4 separate regions of the Mus musculus genome follow, and all the other regions are linked to region 1. The links are chromatin contacts, called in public HiChIP or PLAC-seq maps. All regions are on one chromosome and are shown on one strand. Each heading gives the region's core, a stretch centred on a gene start, on an enhancer-like site or on the middle of the called end of the contact. The rest is flanking DNA. Distances are from core to core; before and after follow the strand shown.

Region 1 (4,029 bases), core at 853-3,352:
GCTACATAGAGAAACCCTGTATCGAAAAACCAAAAGTTAAGAATCTCAAATTAGCTTTGAGAGATCATCTAGGTAAATGGCTAACATTTTCATCTGCCTATAAGTATTTCAAATAAGTTGCATCTTGAGAGATTTGAATTTTTTTCTAATGTTTTAAAGTTATTCAAGGGTCTCATTTGTGGCATGTGCTAAGTCTAATGACCTTTCCATCATCATCAAAGGTTGGGAAGTTTGTTCAAAGGCGTTTTCTTCCCCTTTGAGATAAGACCTCACTATGTAGTCCAGGCTGTCTGAAACTTGGGTTTCTCCTGCCTCAACCTCTCTACAGTATGAGGATTCGAGTAGGAAAAAAAGAGCCCCTGAGCACATTTACTTCTTTCAAGTAGAGAAAAACAACCCAACCCAAACTGAGCATGCCGGCTCAGGCCTCTAATCCCACCACTGGGAAGGCAGAGGTGGGCTGAATTCACCTGGTCTGCATGGCGTGTTCCAAGTTGGCCAGAATTACATACACACCAAGACTCTATCTTTAAAACAAAAAAAACAACCCAATGGGACGTTAGTACAAATCCCATACCTAGAAAGCCATCCCCAAGGGTATTCATGCTAACATTTCATCCAACACCTATTTTTATTTTTATTAGCAAATAAAATACGTGTGGCTCCACCTTAGCCCCAACTTCCTCCTTCTGAAAGCATGAAGAGTACCCAGTACACTACTGCAACCAAACAAGACTGTGACTCACTCTCAAACCCAGGTATTTAAAGGTGATCATTCTTCACCTAACAAAAGACACTTTGGGGGCAGCCACCTAGGAAACCCAACACCTCAGTACAACTATTGTGATATTCTCCGGGCAAGTCACCTTTGCTGTAAAAAAGGATAAAAGCCAAGTGTGTCCTTGACAAATAAACAAGACGATTAAATTGTCCCATAAAACTCCTATAAGCTTAAAAAAAAAAAAGAAAAAAAAGCAAGTGGCTGATGCTTGTTTATTTCTATTGTTTGGCAGGAGACTGAATCCAAGATATGCTAGACAATCGCTCTGTGACTGAGCCACAACCCCAGCTGGTAACGTGTTATTTAAAAGGGCACAAACTATCCGGGCGCCCGTTTTTTGGAATTATGCACCAGGAGCTATCTATTCATCAGTAAAGGATTTAGGGAGGTGGGAGGAGGACTGGTTTTAAAGTATGTTGTCTTTATCTGACCGGAATCAGAACGAAGCGAAAGCGATTCCCCAGGTCAGGGAAGAAACTGGGAAGAAATCAACAATCTCCGCCAGCAGACACGTAGTATCTGTCAATAAGGCATTCGAAACGCCAGGGAGGCAGAGAGAAAGAGCCACGCACACTCCCCACTACGGTGGATTTGTTTTGGTTCAGGTCCCCGCTCCCTGTCTCCCTCGCTGGATCCGACGGTCCCAGCATCCAGACTCGAATCGGAAGGGAAATCGCCCCTCTCGCTGCCGGCGGGCCTCTCGCAGAAGCGACCCAGGGGCTCCGCCAGGCAGCGGGGACCCTGGAGAGGGGCAGGCCGCTTCCGCCGCCGCCGCCCGCTTCCGCGCTGCATCCCAGCCCGGAGCGCGCTGGGGAGAAAGCTGGACGCGGCGGGCGGGCACTGGTATCCCCGGGAAACCCTCCGGTGTCGCTGTGATCTAACTTTCCGACCGAGGCCCCGCAGGGTGCCGGGTCCGGGGCCGGCGCGGAGCCGAGGGCAGGATGTGCGCCGCGAGCAAGCGAGAGACCCGCAGCCTAACCGTCGCCAGCCGCTCCCGGAGCGCGCCATTTCCAGGCCTCGCCTCGGGCCTGCTCAGGCCGCTTCCCGCCGCCCGTCTCGAGTGAGCGCGGCAAGGCCGCCTCCCCCTTCGAACCTTTCGGCACTCCCCCCGGCCGAGCCGCTGGCCCGCCTGACCGCGCCCCGCTCGCCTCACCCTCTACCGCCGCCGAAGCTGCTGTAGGCCCGATCGTCGTAGGTATCGAAGTCCGCCATTTGCCGTCTCCGCTCCTTGAGGAACCAGCGGGCCAGCGAGGAAGGACCCCGCAATATAACTCCTCCTCCCCCCGCCCGCCCCGCTACCGGGGCTGTCCGCCGCGCTGCCTGATCGCAAGTCGCACGCACGCATGCGCGCGCCGCCGCGCCCGGCCTTGGGCCGACGGGGCCCGCTGCTGGCCCCGGCGCGCTCTGCGGCCCACGTGGTGCGGCGGCCGGCCCCCGGGGCGCCGCGCGCACGCTCTGCCCTCCCAGGCCCATTGTGTGCTAGCTTGCTGCTTTCACGCGTGGTTGCCTCTTACTGTCCTTGCCCCGCCCTGCCCCGTGGTCACCTACCCCTCGGGCGTTGTCTGTCACCCTGCACGCTGCTTTCTCATTGTCACTAGATTCAGTTTGGGTTTTGTGGAGCCCAGGCTGGCCTGGAGCTGGGGCGCTGTAGCTGAGGATGACCTTGAACCCCTAGTTTTGTTTTTTGTTTTTTTGGGTTTGTTTTTTTGTTTTTTGCTCTCTCCCTTTCTCAAGGGCTGGGGTGACAGTGTGCCACTATGTTGGGATCTCTGGTATCACGTTAGATTTATTAAAGTGCCCTAGGTCTGCCCCACTTGGTCCCACTTGGGCACAATTCTTCAGGACAAATGGTCCCTGGGTAAAGCTAAAAGGAAGACAACCTGTTCTAGGTAGAGGTCCCTAGATGACCAAGGGCAGAAGGCTTGTAAGTGAGAATGGTGTGTGTGTGTGTGTGTGTGTGAACAAGACGAAGTGAAATATCTTTGTTTTTGAGACCTGCTACAAACGACGTGGTGGTAAATATCTGTAATCCCTACTCTAGGAAGACTGAGACTGGTCTCCAAAATAAAATAAAATAAATAAAAAACAAAATAAATCTTATAAAGACAAAACAAATTGTATTCTCTGTCTGGGTATTGGGGAGGGGTGGTGAAGATGAGGCTGTTTGTAGTTGAACTGATAAGAGATTAGATATGTTTTATTTTTGCAGGAGTCTGCTCTGAAAAAGAAATTTTAAGGGTGGGCAGGTGGGCTCAGTGAGTGAGGATGTTTGTTACCAAGCTTGACCTGAGTTTGATCCCCAGGACCCACATGGTAGAAGATGAGTCTCTCTCTCTCTTTCTCTCTCTCTCTCTCTCTCTCTCTCTCTCTCTCTCTCTCACACACACACACACACACACACACACACACACATCTAGCGGGAGGACCAGGTACATAGACCCTGTCTCAAAAAAAAAAAAAAAAAAAAAAAAAAAAAAATTCAACCAAGATGGACAGCTCCTAAGAAGTGACTCCTAAATTAGGAAGTGGTAGCAAAGGCCTTTACTCCCCTCATTCTGGAGGCAGAAGCAGGCGGATCTATGAATTTGAGGCCATCCTGCTCTACAGAGTGAGTTCGAGGACAGCCAGGGATACACAGAAAAACCCTGCCTTGAAAAACCAAGAAGAAGGAGAACCTCTGAATTTTACAGCACTTTTTTGTACCCCTGACACACAAAGACACAATGTTTTAAAAAAAACAAAACAAAACTACAGAACAAACCCCAGGGGCAGGAGAGGCTAAGGACACTCATTGTCTAATGTTCCAGGGGCTTCATTTCTATCTCTAGCAACCACATAGCAACTCAAAATTGTAACTCAGCTTCAGGGGCATCTGACAACCTCTTTTAGCCTCCAAGAAGATCAGAGAGTATCAGGTACACGTGAGGTACACAGACATACATGCAGGGAAGATACCCATACATACAAAATAAAATAACCAGCTGGGCCAGGCATGGTGGCGGATGCCTTTAATCCCAGCACTTGGGAGGCAGAGGCCGGCGGATTTCTGAGTTTGAGGCCAGCCTGGTCTACAGAGTGAGTTCCAGGACAGCCAGGACTACACAGAGAAATCCTGTCTCGAAAAATAAACCAAAAACCAAAACAAACAATAATAACCACCAGAAGCCCAGCCAGAAGCCTGGTCTGCACTGCATGAAGTACCGAGGAATGGCCACCTGGTGAGAATGAACGACCCCAGAGCTTTCTGG
Region 2 (4,029 bases), core at 390-2,889, 370 kb after region 1:
TGCAATTCCAGTTCCAGGAGATCCTATGCCCTCCTCTCAACTCTGAAGGCACAAGGTACAGGCGTGGTACACAGACATACATTCAAGCAAACACTCAGACACATAAAGCAAAATAAATAAATCTGTGTGTGTGTGTGTGTGTGTGTGTGTGTGTGTGTCTAGGCAACTAGTGGCACCGAAGGCCACCAGCGCTGACAAAGAACAAAAGGGACCTAAGAGCCAGAGGCTTGGTGCCCGGCTGAGGATGCTGGGAAGGACTCTGGAGGGTTTGAAGTGCTACTTCAGTAACAAGGAGTCCTGAAGGCGCCCCAGCAGATGTGTTTGCTATGACCAAACCAGCTCCGGAACTGCTAAAGGATGGACCGCAGCAGAAGAGGGCTGCGGGGACTTTCCCTAGACTATGAGGGGAGACAGCAGGGGGCAGGCTTTCTGGGGGAAATGGGTGCAGAATGCGGTGCAGTCTGGGCAGAGGGTTGCCACTCTCTGCTAATGGCGGGTTGTTAATGAGGGCTCTTTCTTCCTTCCTTTTTTCTTTTTTGAGACAGAGTTTTTCTATGCATTTCTAGATGTTCTTGGACTCTTATATACAAGGCTGGCCTTGAACTCATAGAGAACCGCTTGCCTCTGCCACCAATGTGTGGGATTAAAATTGTAGCCACTACACCTGGCCCGGAGCCATCTCTATTCAGTGCAGGTAACTACAGTACAAATCCCTGGCTAAGGGTTTAATCCTGGTTTTTCAAATTGACCTGGACCAGGAACGGAAGACTGGACTAAGACTCTGGTTCTGCCTGTTGGCCCAATCCTTTGCCCTTTCTGCACCTCAGTTAATCGATTAAGTGAGGAGATCGAGCGAAAGCCCCTTCCTCCTAGGTGTTTCCTGTGAGGAGACAGAGAGACAAAGCACTCGTGCTCTGGGGAGCCTGACAGGGCTCCCAACTACGGAGCAAGGCGCCAGAGAGCTGGCGGGAGCTGGAACAAGAATCACTCCTGGCGCCTCCTGACCATGCCGGAGGCACAGAGAGCATGGTACCCACCCAGGGCGGTGCCTGAGGACAGAGGAGCAGGCCAGGTGGGGTCCGCTCGCCAGCCGAGAAAGGACTTCTCAGTTTGCTAGGGACACGCCCCACACTTGCGCCTCGAACTGAGGACCTCTGATCGCCAGTAGGGAAACACTAGAAGACTAAGAAGCTCTTAAAAGAAGAGGCGTGGCCTACGACGTTGTCAAGGGGTTCAGGGAAGTGTGCACAGAACCCGGCAGGATTACGTAATGGCGCAAAAGCCGGTGCCACAATCGGGTAGCTCCGCCCAAGGCGTGGTCAAGGAGTCCAATTCCGGGAGCTAGAGCAGTTTAAAATGTTGCGAAACCGTGCAAGGGCCTCTTACAGCCCCGCCTACGATAGGGCGTGGCCAAGGAACTGAACTCGCAGATGCATGCAAAGTGGGAATTACGTAATGATGCAGGAGGCGGTCCCAGAGTCCCCGGTGGCTCCGCAAGGTGTGGCTAAGAAGCCTACGTCCGGGTGCCTGGCAGTGGCTACGACGGTTGAGTGACGGTGCGAAGAACAAGCCAGTTGGTGACCCCGTCCAGGGCGTGGCAGGGGCTCACAGATCTAAAGGGGATTGTATATTGTCCCAGAGGAGGGACCAGTCCCACGTAGCGCTTCCCTGGTCCTGGTCGGGAACTGGTCTCTAAGCGGCTCACAGCGTCTGTAGGAATTGCGTAGTGGCGCAAGGGGGCAGGGCTAGCGCTGTATGGCTACGCCCAGCCTGTTACCAAGCCAGCTAGTCCTACAGACCAGGCTCAAAGTGGCTGCAGGAAATGTGTAACGTGCAAGGGCTGGGGTCGTCTAGCGGCTGCGTCCAAGAAGCTTCTGCTTTGGGAGGGGGCTGAACTGACTCCGGGAATACATTAGACCACGTGGCCTAAAGTGGCGCCTCGATGGGGGGGGGGCGGGGGAAAAGGCGGAGCCCTAGTTGGAATAGACAGGGCTCTGAAAGGCGGAGCGTGCGCAGGACAGCCCTAGGAAGCACACTTTGCGGGCTGTGGGCATGCTCCGCTGGGCGCGAGCGTGGAGGGTCCCCCGTGGGGTACTCGGTGCCTCCTCTCCCAGGCGTTTGGCGGTTCCTGTCACGTTCTGTAGCAGCCGCAGTAGTGGCCAAGAAAACGCCGATCTGAGGTCAGCCAAGGGCACTGGGAGGGTTGTTCTCCACTGGTCCACTTCGCACGCGGCTTAGCTGGCCCCGCCTCTCCTTTGGCCTCGCCCCTTTTTTCTTTCACTCTCTCCTCCCCCTTACTCCATGGTGGCCCCCACCTTCCAGGCCGCTGCCGCTGTCTTATAATCTTCTAGATGGAGACGCGACACTCCCAGCCATCGTCTTTTTGCATGGGCTCTTCGGCAGCAAAACCAACTTCAACTCCCTCGCCAAGGCAATGGTTCAGAGGACTGGCCGGAGGGTGAGCTTCCGGATGGGGCGGTGCATGGGTGGGCGGGGGCTAAGGGGTAAGGCTGAGGGCAGTGGACCTAGTTTCAATCACTCAGGTCTGGGCTCTTGGTGACCTGAAAATGGAAAGTTTCAGTGCCCAGTAAACCGTAAAACATCTATGAAGAGGCCTGGTCCTGTAAGATGCCCCACAGTTAGTCCATTTATGTTACTGAGACATAACAGGTCTCTTTGTCAGGTCCCAAAGAAACTTGGGACAATTTTGTGGCACCTACTAGCATGCCAAAGCACACTCTAGCCTCCTGGCTTACTCAGTACGAGTGGCAGCTCTCTGCTCTTGTTACCCCCGACCCCTTACTATAAACCTTTCCAGTCCAGAGGCTTCCCGTCCCCCAGCGTCTCTTTCCTGTTAACCCAGCCATTTAAGCCATTTGCTCCCTGACTACTCTGATCCTCCTTTGGTCTGCATGCCCTCTCTCCTTGGCACCTGAAGTTCTCATTTGATCTCCACATGTACACCATGGCACGTGCTTGCGAAGATATAACTTGCGCACATGCATACATGTGTGTATATAATAAAGCAACTAAGGAAGTTGCTCAATATTAACCTCTGCACGTGCGCATGCGCGCGCGCACACACACACACACACACACACACACACACACATACACACACATACTTATGTCTCCAGACTTCTCTCCCTAGCTGCTCTGTGGACCCTATCAGGCTTTTCGTTGTCTGTAGTCAAAGTAACACCATTCCTGTTTCACCCCCATCGCAGGTGCTGACGGTGGATGCCCGGAACCACGGTGACAGCCCCCACAGTCCAGACGCAAGCTATGAGGCCATGAGTCAGGACCTTCAGGGCCTCCTTCCACAGCTGGGTCTGGTGCCCTGCGTCCTCGTTGGCCACAGCATGGGAGGAAAGACAGCCATGCTCCTGGCACTGCAGAGGGTAAGCTACACCTATCTGGGTCCTCTTAATGCACTCTAAGCCCATTGATAACGTGGGACTCATCCACACTTTGGATGGCCAGGTCCAGAAACTCTGCTGGCGGCTCAGAGTTTGTCTGGGACCTGCTCTGGTCTGATTCTGTCTCCCAGCCAGATGTTGTGGAACGATTGGTTGTTGTAGACATAAGCCCGGTAGGAACCACACCTGGATCACACATTGGAGCCTTCATAGCAGCCATGAAGGCTGTTGAGATCCCAGAGAAGGTGCCGCACTCCCAAGCCCGAAAACTGGCGGATAAGCAGCTTAGTTCGGTTGTCAAGGTGACGCACGCCCCCCCCCCCTTTCCCCATGGTGTGTGTCAGAGGAAAAGTGGTGGGTGGGCCTCACAGGGAGCCCCTTCACAGCTGCCAGGTCTCCCCACAGGAAGCGGGCATTCGGCAGTTCCTGCTCACTAACCTGGTAGAGGTGGGTGGGCGATTCTCCTGGAGACTGAACTTGGATACGTTAGCTCAGCACTTGGACAAGATAATGACCTTTCCTCAGCAACGTGAACCCTACTCGGGGCCAACTCTCTTCCTGCTTGGTGGAAATTCTACATATGTACAGTAAGCCGGTGTGGGACCATAGG
Region 3 (4,029 bases), core at 1,110-3,609, 290 kb before region 1:
TAACGGGTTTTTGTTTTGAGACAGGGTCTCATGTAACCCCACTGGTCTCCCACTCCTGCACACCCGATCCTCTTGTCTTCTCCAGGATTGGGATTATATGTGCCCCACCCACCGAGCCCACTTGTATTCAGTGCTCGGTGGAATCTAGGGCTTGCTGCATGCTAGGCAAAAGCACCTCACCACCTGAGCTACATTCGCCTGGCCCGGTTTGTTTTGATTCAGGAGCTGTGGAGAGCCCAGACCCACTGAATTGCAGCACTCTGTAGTCTGCTCACAGCCTTGGGATCGGTTTCCCAGCGCCGGCTCCACCCAGAGGCTCCACCCACTTGCTCTGATCTATTTGCCTTGAGTCATAGCGTGGGTGTGTCTAGACCACAGACAGGCGCCAGTGGCTGCTCCCTGTATAAGGGCGCCAGGTACCCAAGGCTCTGTCTAACCAAAAACCTAGGTTCCAGCCATGGGTAAAAGGTGGATATGAGACTCAGCTAGAAGACTGATGGGGGTCGGGGGTGGGGAGCTGGAATATCGTATCGAGAAGTTAACTTATGTAACAGGGACAAACATCCTGGGAGCTGTTTTCCTTTTTTTTTTTTTTTTTTAAATTAATTAATTAATTAATTTTCTTTTCTGTTTTGAAATGTGGGGGAAATGTGGCTTTGGTTATATAGTATCCTGAGCCACGCCCCAGCTCCTCACGGGGGTGGGGTGGGGGTGGGTTGTAGAGTAGGTGGTTGAAGCCCTCCTTTAAAGGGTTTGTTTATTGAGGCGGGGTCTCACTATGAAGGCTCCCAGACTGAGATTTTTGCCTGCTGCTGCATCTAGAGTTGATCTAAGGGTTTTTTACATTTAAAAAAAGATTTATTTTTATTACCCTAAATTGTGTGTGTGTGTGTGTTTAGAAATGTACAGTCCATTCACCTGTTGGGCTGGAGTTACAGGCAGTTATGAGCCACGGGACATGGGTACAGGGAAGTAAGCGTGGCACTGTTGCAAATGGACACACCGAAATGGCTAGGCTGGACCTTCTGTCTGCCCTGCCCCATGTTTTTGTTTTGTTTCCTTCCAGTTCAGGGTTTCTCTGTGTAGACCAGGTTGACCTCAAACTCACCACAGATACACCACACCCAAAGTCTGTTTTTTGTTTCTGAGAAAGGGTCTTATGTAGCCCAGGCTAGCCTCCCAACTTGCTATGTAAAGGAGAATGACCTTGGGGGCTGGAGAGATGGCTCAGTGGTTAAGGTCCTGAGTTCAAATCCAAGCAACCACATGGTGGCTCACGACCATCTATAATGGGGTCTGACGCCCTCTTCTGGTGTGTCTGAGGACAGCTACAGTGTACTCACATAGAATAAATAAATCTTAAAAAGAAAAAAAAAGAAAAGGAGAATGACCTTGAATTTGTCCTCTAGCCTTGGTCCCAAATGCCGGGTGGCAGGTGCCACAGGGTCTTGGAATGAGTTCATCAGGTTTTCAACTAAAGATCCTCCTGCCTCAGCCTTCTAGGTAGCTGGGACTGTAGGCACACCATGGGCCAGCCATCCCCATTGGAGGAGTTAGTTCCCTGTAAATAGGATGGTGGTCCATGATAGAGCCTTGGAGCTTGAGGAGAAAGAGGGATGAGTGTGGGGTTCTGAAAGCCTGCGACTCCAGCATTTGGGAGGTGGACACTGGAAGACCTTGAGTTCAAGGTCATCTTCAGCAACATAAGAAGTTGAGGCCAGCCCGGGCAGTGGTGGCGCAAGCCTTTAATCACAGCACTGTGGAGGCAGAGGCAGGTGGATTTCTGAGTTCGAGGCCAGCCTGGTCTACAGAGTGAGTTTCAGGACAGCCAGGGCTACATGAAAAAAACCCTGTCTCCAACCCCCCCTCAACCCTCAAAAAAAGAAGTTGAGGCCAGCCTAGACTACATGAGACCCTGTCCGTCGAGCCTCTCCACCCAAATGCAGAGAAGCCAGACAGAGAAAAGAGTGAGTGTCCCAGTGTGGTGTGGAAAAGAAGGCCAGCTGGGAGCTGACTGGTATGTGTGGTGGTGGCTGGGTACCAGAGGGGGCAGGGAGGGGACAGTTCACAGGGGTGTGCCAACTTTGTGGCTTGTAACAGCTTTCTAGGAGGAAGCTGATCCAGATGTCTGGAACAGGGCCTCTCTTCCAGCTGGGATGCAGAGCCATCCCGCAGGCCTGGGAGAAGTATCTGGACTGGTCTGTCTGTCTGTCTGTCTGTCTGTCCGTCCTTGCCAGAGCACTCATTCTGACCGGAGAATCAGAGCCAGGTCCTGGAGTCTTCCTGTTCTCCTTTCCAATAACCAGCATGTAAGGCTCAGACAAGAACATGAAAGGGATACAAGAAGAGGAAGCATTCCTGTGACAGGGCTGGGGCTGTGTGTGTGTGTGTCTCCACTGAGAGCTTTGGCAGAGGCTGAGGGTCAAGAAGTCCAGTACAGTCAGCATTTTCTAGTGTGGACATAAAGATAACATGGTATTTCTCCTTTTTTTTGTGGGGGGGGCGGAACTTGAGACAGGGTTTCTCTGTGTAGCCCTGGCTGTCCTGGAACTCACTCTGTAGACCAGGCTGGCCTCGAACTCAGAAATCTGCCTACCTCTGCTTCACAGGTGCTGGGATTAAAGGTGTGCGCCACCACTGCCCAGCATTATTTCTCTCTCCTTTCTAGGACATTTTGTTTTAACATATGGTTTCAGGAAAGAAAAAAAAAAAAAGCTAGGCAGCAGTGGTGGTGGTGGTGATGTGTCTAATTTTAGGCCTGAGGAGATGGCTTAGCTGTTAAGAGCATTGATTTTGCTGGAGCTGCAGCAGGTGGTGGCAGTGGTGGGGTGGGAGCAGTGACTGGTGTTTGTTTCCCCCCTCAGTGGGTGAGTGGGGAGCTGGTGACGCTCCCTATCCCCCTAAGGGGTCATGGCTGATTTTTTTTTTCTTTAGGCGATTCTGGAGGTTTTTAGCTGTGGGAAGAGTGTCCCCCTCCTCCTGGTCTCCTGCTTCTTACTCTTTCTGGATAGGATTTGTTGAGAAATTTTTGCCCCACTCTTGTGGGTGACTTGGGTCACCCTCCCGGTCTCAGTTTTTTTTCTTTCTTTCTCTTTCTTCCTTTCCTTCCTTCCTTTCTTCCTTCCTCTTTCTTCTTCCTTCCTTCCTTCTTTCCTTCCTTCCTTCCTTCCTCCCTCCCTCCCCCTCTTTCTTTCTTTTTTTTCTTTATATCTCGTTCCCCCGTTTGTGTTGTGTGTGGAAATGGCGAACTCGGCAAACACAAACACCGCGCCTAAATTGTATAGATCTGTGATTGAAGATGTTATTAATGATGTTCGAGACATTTTTCTGGATGATGGAGTGGAGGAACAGTTCCTGATGGAACTAAAATCACTGTGGGAGAATAAACTAATGCAGTCTAGGGCAGTAGACGGATTTCATTTGGAAGAAGAGCAGCTTTTGTTGCAAGTTCAGCAGCAGCATCTCCACCACCATCAGCGAGCCCAGCATCAGCATCAGCATCGCATCTCCACCACCATCAGCCAGCACAGCATCAGCAAGCACGGAACCAAAAGATTCTTATTCCTGCATCACAGCAAGCTATGGCACCACAAGTTAATGTTTCCGATTCTAAGTTGATACAACATATGAATGCATCAAGTATTCCCAGTGCTGTTGCTACAGTTGCTACCTTGGCACTTCCTGCAGGCTTACCTCCTGTTCAACAGATACTAACCAATTCAGGCCAGCTGCTTCAGGTGGTCAGAGCAGCCAATGGTGCCCAGTCTATCTTTCAGCCTCAGCAGTCAGTTGTTCTACAACAAGTTATACCACAAATGCAGCCTGGTGGAGTCCAAGTACCTGTTATCCAGCAGGTCCTAGCCCCACTTCCTGGAGGGATGTCACTACAGATGCGTGTCATCATTCAAACACAGCAAATCTTATTTACAGGAAATAAGACCCAGGTCAGTCCTACCAACAGTGGCAGCACCCGCCCCGGCACAAGCTGGACAGCAGCAGCCACAGGCCCAGCCTGCCCAACAGCAAGCT
Region 4 (4,029 bases), core at 586-3,085, 270 kb after region 1:
CCCAGTGCATGTATGCCACAGGACACACAAGGCCCAGTGCATGTATGGCTCAGGACACACGTGGCCCAGTGCATGTATGCCTCAGGACACACATGGCCGAGTGCTGGTATACCTCAGGACACACATGGCCCAGTGCATGTATGGCTCAGGACACACATGGCCCAGTGCATGTATGCTCAGGACACACATGGCCCAGTGCATGTATGGCTCAGGACACACATGACCCAGTGCATGTATGCCTCAGGACACACATGGCCCAGTGCATGTATGGCTCAGGACACACATGGCCCAGCATGTATGCCTCAGGACACACATGGCACAGTGCATGTATGCCTCAGGACACACATGGCCCAGTGCATGTATGCCTCAGGACACACATGACCCAGTGTATGTATGGCTCAGGACACACATGGCCCAGTGCATGTATGGCTCAGGACACACATGACCCAGTGCATGTATGCCTCAGGACACACATGGCCCAGCATGTATGCCTCAGGACACACATTACCCAGTGCATGTATGGCTCAGGACACACATGGCCCAGTGCATGTATGCCTCAGGACACACGTGGCCCAGCATGTATGCCTCAGGACACACATGGTCCAGTGCACGTATGGCTCAGGACACACATGGCCCAGTGCATGTATGCCTCAGGACACACGTGGCCCAGTGCATGTATGCCTCAGGACACACAAGGCCCAGTGCATGTATGGCTCAGGACACACATGGCCCAGTGCATGTATGCCTCAGGACACACATGGCCCAGTGCATGTATGGCTCAGGACACACGTGGCCCAGTGCATGTATGGCTCAGGACACACATGGCCCAGCATGTATGACTCAGGACACACGTGGCCCAGTGCATGTATGACTCAGGACACACGTGGCCCAGTGCATGCATGCAACCTCAGTACTGAAGGTATTTTTGAAGACAGGAGGATATCTGTGGCTTGCAAAGCTGCTGGACAAAATAAAATGAATAAACAAATGTATCAACTCCAAGTTCCAAGAATCAAAGAAATAAGGGAGAGGGAGGGGGGAGGGAGGGAGAAGGGAAAGAGAGGGAAAGAGAGAGCACCCTCCTCTGGCTTCTATGTGCACACACAGGCATTTACACACATGTATATACATCATACCCACACCCACATACATGCACACTAAACAGAAAGGAGAGAAAGAAAGAGAGGAGGCCAGGGAGGGAGAAGGGCAGGGGTGAGGAAAGGAAAGGGAATGTAGGCCAATGAGATTGCTCAACAGGTAAAGGCACTGTCTGCCAAGCCTGCGGCCTGAGTTCAATCCCCAGGACCCACATGGTGGAAGGAGAGGACACACACACACACACTATTTATAGACATAAATATATAATCTTTTTAAGGGAAAGAAATGAAGGGCTAGGAATAATAATGTACATCTTTAGTCTCAGCACAGGGGAGGCAGAGGCAGGCAAATCTCTGAGTTCAAGGTTAGCCTGGTCTACATAGAAAGTACCAGGACACCAGGGCTACATAATAGACCCTTATCTTAAACACACACACACACACACACACACACACATACACACGGAAGAGAGAAGAGAAAGGAAGGGGGAGAGGAGGAGAAGGAAACAAGATTGCGGATAGACAGCTATGCCACAGCACTTGGGAGATGGGGCTCTCAGGACTTGACTGTTTATTCCTTGGTGGCTGGGAATGGCTGAATCTCTCCAGGTCCCCTCTCCATACCCTGCTTACCAGTGCAGAGAGCCTCCCAGCCCGCAGAAGAATTCTGAGAAGGCCAGATCTGACCCGGGGAGCGGCCTCCATGTCTGGCCTCCACCCATTCCTCCAGCCAGGAGAGGCAGGGTGACCTCACAGATGCCACAGGGTGGGGGTCCAGTTGCCATGGGGACCCAGTTGCCACATGACACACTACCCTTTGCCATAGCTCCCTTTACCTGCTCCTCTGAGGTCAAGTCTGGCTCCATGGTCATCACAGATGTCTAGCCTTAGGATCAATTGTCTACCTACTATCGGGAAAAAACTCAGAGCCCATTTCAGAATCGCCTAGTTTACCGCCAGATGTGGGGGTTGAGTGGTAGGGAGATAGGGATGTAGAGAAAGAAGAACAAAATGAAGGAGGGAGGAGATGGGCTCTCTATGGCCTTACTTTCCAAGTTGGACCGCAAGGGTAGCAGTGTTGCCATAGGAGAAGCCTCAGTTTAGCATCCTCAACTGAGACCCCTCTGTCCTCACCGCCCCCCCCCCAGGCCTCTTTCTCTGTCCCTTCCCTCTCCCCATCAGTTTCAGGCTGAAGAACCAGTGTGCAGTCTTGCAGTTTCCCCATTCAGAGGAGCAGGGATGACCAGCTGGGAGTACAAAGGAATCAGTGTACGCTGCCTTGCACCACGCCAGGGGGCGCCATTCTGCTTTCCTCCCTGGAGAAGCGTGCTCACATCCCCAGAACAAGACCTAAAAGAGCTCCGAGCAGGTGCAGTACCGCGATGCGGTCGCGTGAGGGCAGAAGACACCGCAGGGGCGAGCAGGGCGCTTGACAGGCAGGATAAAGTTTCTCATTTTGCAAGGCTGATTTCCTGGTAACAACCTCCTGGAAACACCTGAGAGAGCTCCCTGTGCATTTCCAGTCAATGCCTGGGTTACAAGAAGGGAACCACCCGGAGATAATGAGACTCACAGTCTTCCTTTTATTTAACCCTCTTGTTAATATGTGCAGAACTCGGGATTGAAAACGGGGCTTTGCAAGCCATGCAACCCCACCTGGCCTCCATTTCTCCGTGTCTCTAAGGCAAACTTCCGAGTCTTCTGCCCCGCGTCCTGCTATTTCCAGTTTTTTAACGTGACTTTTTTTTTTTTTAATTTCTGTGGCTTGGAAAAAGCTGGATTTAAAAAAAAAAGATTTATTTATTTATTATATGTAAGTTCACATGCCATTAATACTCGGGAGGCAGTGGCAGGTGGATCTCTGGGTTCAAAACCAGCCTGGTCTACATAGTGAGTTCCAAGACAGCCAGGGCTACACAGAGAAACCTTGCCTTGAAAAAATGAGAGGGAGGGAGGGAGGGAGAGAGAGAGAGGTTGAGAGAGAGAGAGAGAGACCGACCCTGTCTCAAAAAGAAAGAAAAGGAAAAGAAATCAAATACCTGGCCAGTTGGTAAAGCACTTGCTGTCAAGACTGTTGACCTGAGTTTGGCCCCAGACCAGAGATACACACAGTATAAGGAGAGAATCGATTCTGCTGGAATTTGGAGGTGGTAAAGTACGTGGCTAACAGGTGCAAGACTGAGTTCCACGTCCAACACAGAAAAGAAAAACAAGAAAAGAAAAGAAAGAGATCAGAGGTGGAGGTTAAAGAACTTAACACCAACCCTGATCAGTTTAGCCCCATCCCCAGAACACACATGGTGGAAAAGTAGAAACTATTGCCCCAAGTTGTCTTCTGGCCTCCACAGGCAAGACCCTTGTCATGTGTGCACTCACACCACAGGAAGAAAGAAGAAAAGAAAAGAAGGAAGGGAGAGAGGGAGGGAAAGAGGGAGGAAGAAAAAGAAAGAGAAGCTTAAAAATTTTTTTTAAAACAAAGGACCTGATGAAGCACAGAAGCAAAGAAAGTTAACAAAAGGAACCAAAAGAGCCATGAGGTTTGTGCAAACATAGTCCAGTCTCATTAGTAGTCAGGGGGAAATGTGAATCAAAGACACACCAAGATGCTATCTCCCCTTCCTTAGCAAAAAACAAAAGAATCAGGGCACATCGTGCACCAGTGACTTTACAGGGCAAATTGAAATTTATGCAGAGCCCAGAGCCTGATGCAGGATCTTAAAGATCCATACAGGAAATGATCATGCAAATGCTGCCCATGAACACATGGACAACTAAAACTAGAAATAGACCAAGAGCTGAATGGTTGGCTCAGTGGTAGAGCTCCTGCCTAGAATCCCCCAGGGAGGGGGCTGGAAGATTCAACCTTCCATACATTTGCTCTAATTTCTACTGATCCTACTTCACAACCCCCATTGGCAAAAGGACCCCTTAC

Evidence for each region. HiChIP or PLAC-seq counts read pairs in DNA pulled down with a chosen protein or histone mark.
Region 2: an H3K27ac HiChIP or PLAC-seq map of extraembryonic endoderm stem cells shows a contact between it and region 1. The contact joins the promoter of Abhd11 here to the promoter of Eif4h in region 1. A contact is called at or near these places in 9 of 39 promoter capture datasets (the C10 cell line, cranial neural crest, frontonasal cranial neural crest and 5 more), 6 of 484 Hi-C or Micro-C datasets (CD4 T cells, cardiomyocytes, embryonic stem cells and 2 more), 10 of 115 datasets of contacts at active chromatin or transcription factors (the 230-238 cell line, embryonic stem cells, extraembryonic endoderm stem cells and 5 more) and 2 of 9 other capture datasets (adipose tissue and pancreatic islet).
Region 3: a contact with region 1 is called in an H3K4me3 HiChIP or PLAC-seq map of bone marrow-derived macrophages, with 2.6 times the contacts expected there. The contact joins the enhancer-like site here to the promoter of Eif4h in region 1. A contact is called at or near these places in 1 of 39 promoter capture datasets (cranial neural crest), 3 of 484 Hi-C or Micro-C datasets (Th1 cells, embryonic stem cells and regulatory T cells), 8 of 115 datasets of contacts at active chromatin or transcription factors (T-cell acute lymphoblastic leukemia, bone marrow-derived macrophages, embryonic stem cells and 5 more) and 4 of 9 other capture datasets (adipose tissue, embryonic stem cells, liver and 1 more).
Region 4: a contact with region 1 is called in an H3K27ac HiChIP or PLAC-seq map of embryonic stem cells, with 2.7 times the contacts expected there. The contact joins the promoter of Tmem270 here to the promoter of Eif4h in region 1. A contact is called at or near these places in 9 of 39 promoter capture datasets (the 3T3-L1 cell line, cranial neural crest, embryonic stem cells and 5 more), 4 of 484 Hi-C or Micro-C datasets (B cells, cortical neurons, embryonic stem cells and 1 more) and 7 of 115 datasets of contacts at active chromatin or transcription factors (cardiomyocytes, embryonic fibroblasts, embryonic limb bud and 3 more).

Annotation. Positions count from the first base shown.
Region 1 is chr5:134,637,307-134,641,335 of GRCm38.p6, forward strand. Eif4h (eukaryotic translation initiation factor 4H) reads right to left here and starts at 2,103. Exons shown (of 7, transcript NM_033561.2): 1 at 1,935-2,103. The coding sequence starts at 1,993.
Region 2 is chr5:135,007,660-135,011,688 of GRCm38.p6, forward strand. Abhd11 (abhydrolase domain containing 11) reads left to right here and starts at 1,640. Exons shown (of 6, transcript NM_145215.2): 1 at 1,640-2,180; 2 at 2,323-2,458; 3 at 3,228-3,401; 4 at 3,551-3,721; 5 at 3,825-4,006. The coding sequence starts at 2,053.
Region 3 is chr5:134,350,557-134,354,585 of GRCm38.p6, forward strand. It overlaps the pseudogene Gm7033. Among named protein-coding and RNA genes, the nearest start is that of Gm46925, 4.1 kb to the left of the region's middle. Within about 2 kb of position 2,360, at least 52 of the 459 cell types and tissues checked have an H3K27ac peak or open chromatin away from gene starts, as enhancers often do. A contact at or near this core is called in adipose tissue, bone marrow-derived macrophages, microglia and 1 more, where this site is marked.
Region 4 is chr5:134,904,898-134,908,926 of GRCm38.p6, forward strand. It overlaps Tmem270 (transmembrane protein 270), which reads right to left and starts at 1,836. Exons shown (of 3, transcript NM_194065.3): 1 at 1,731-1,836. The coding sequence starts at 1,802.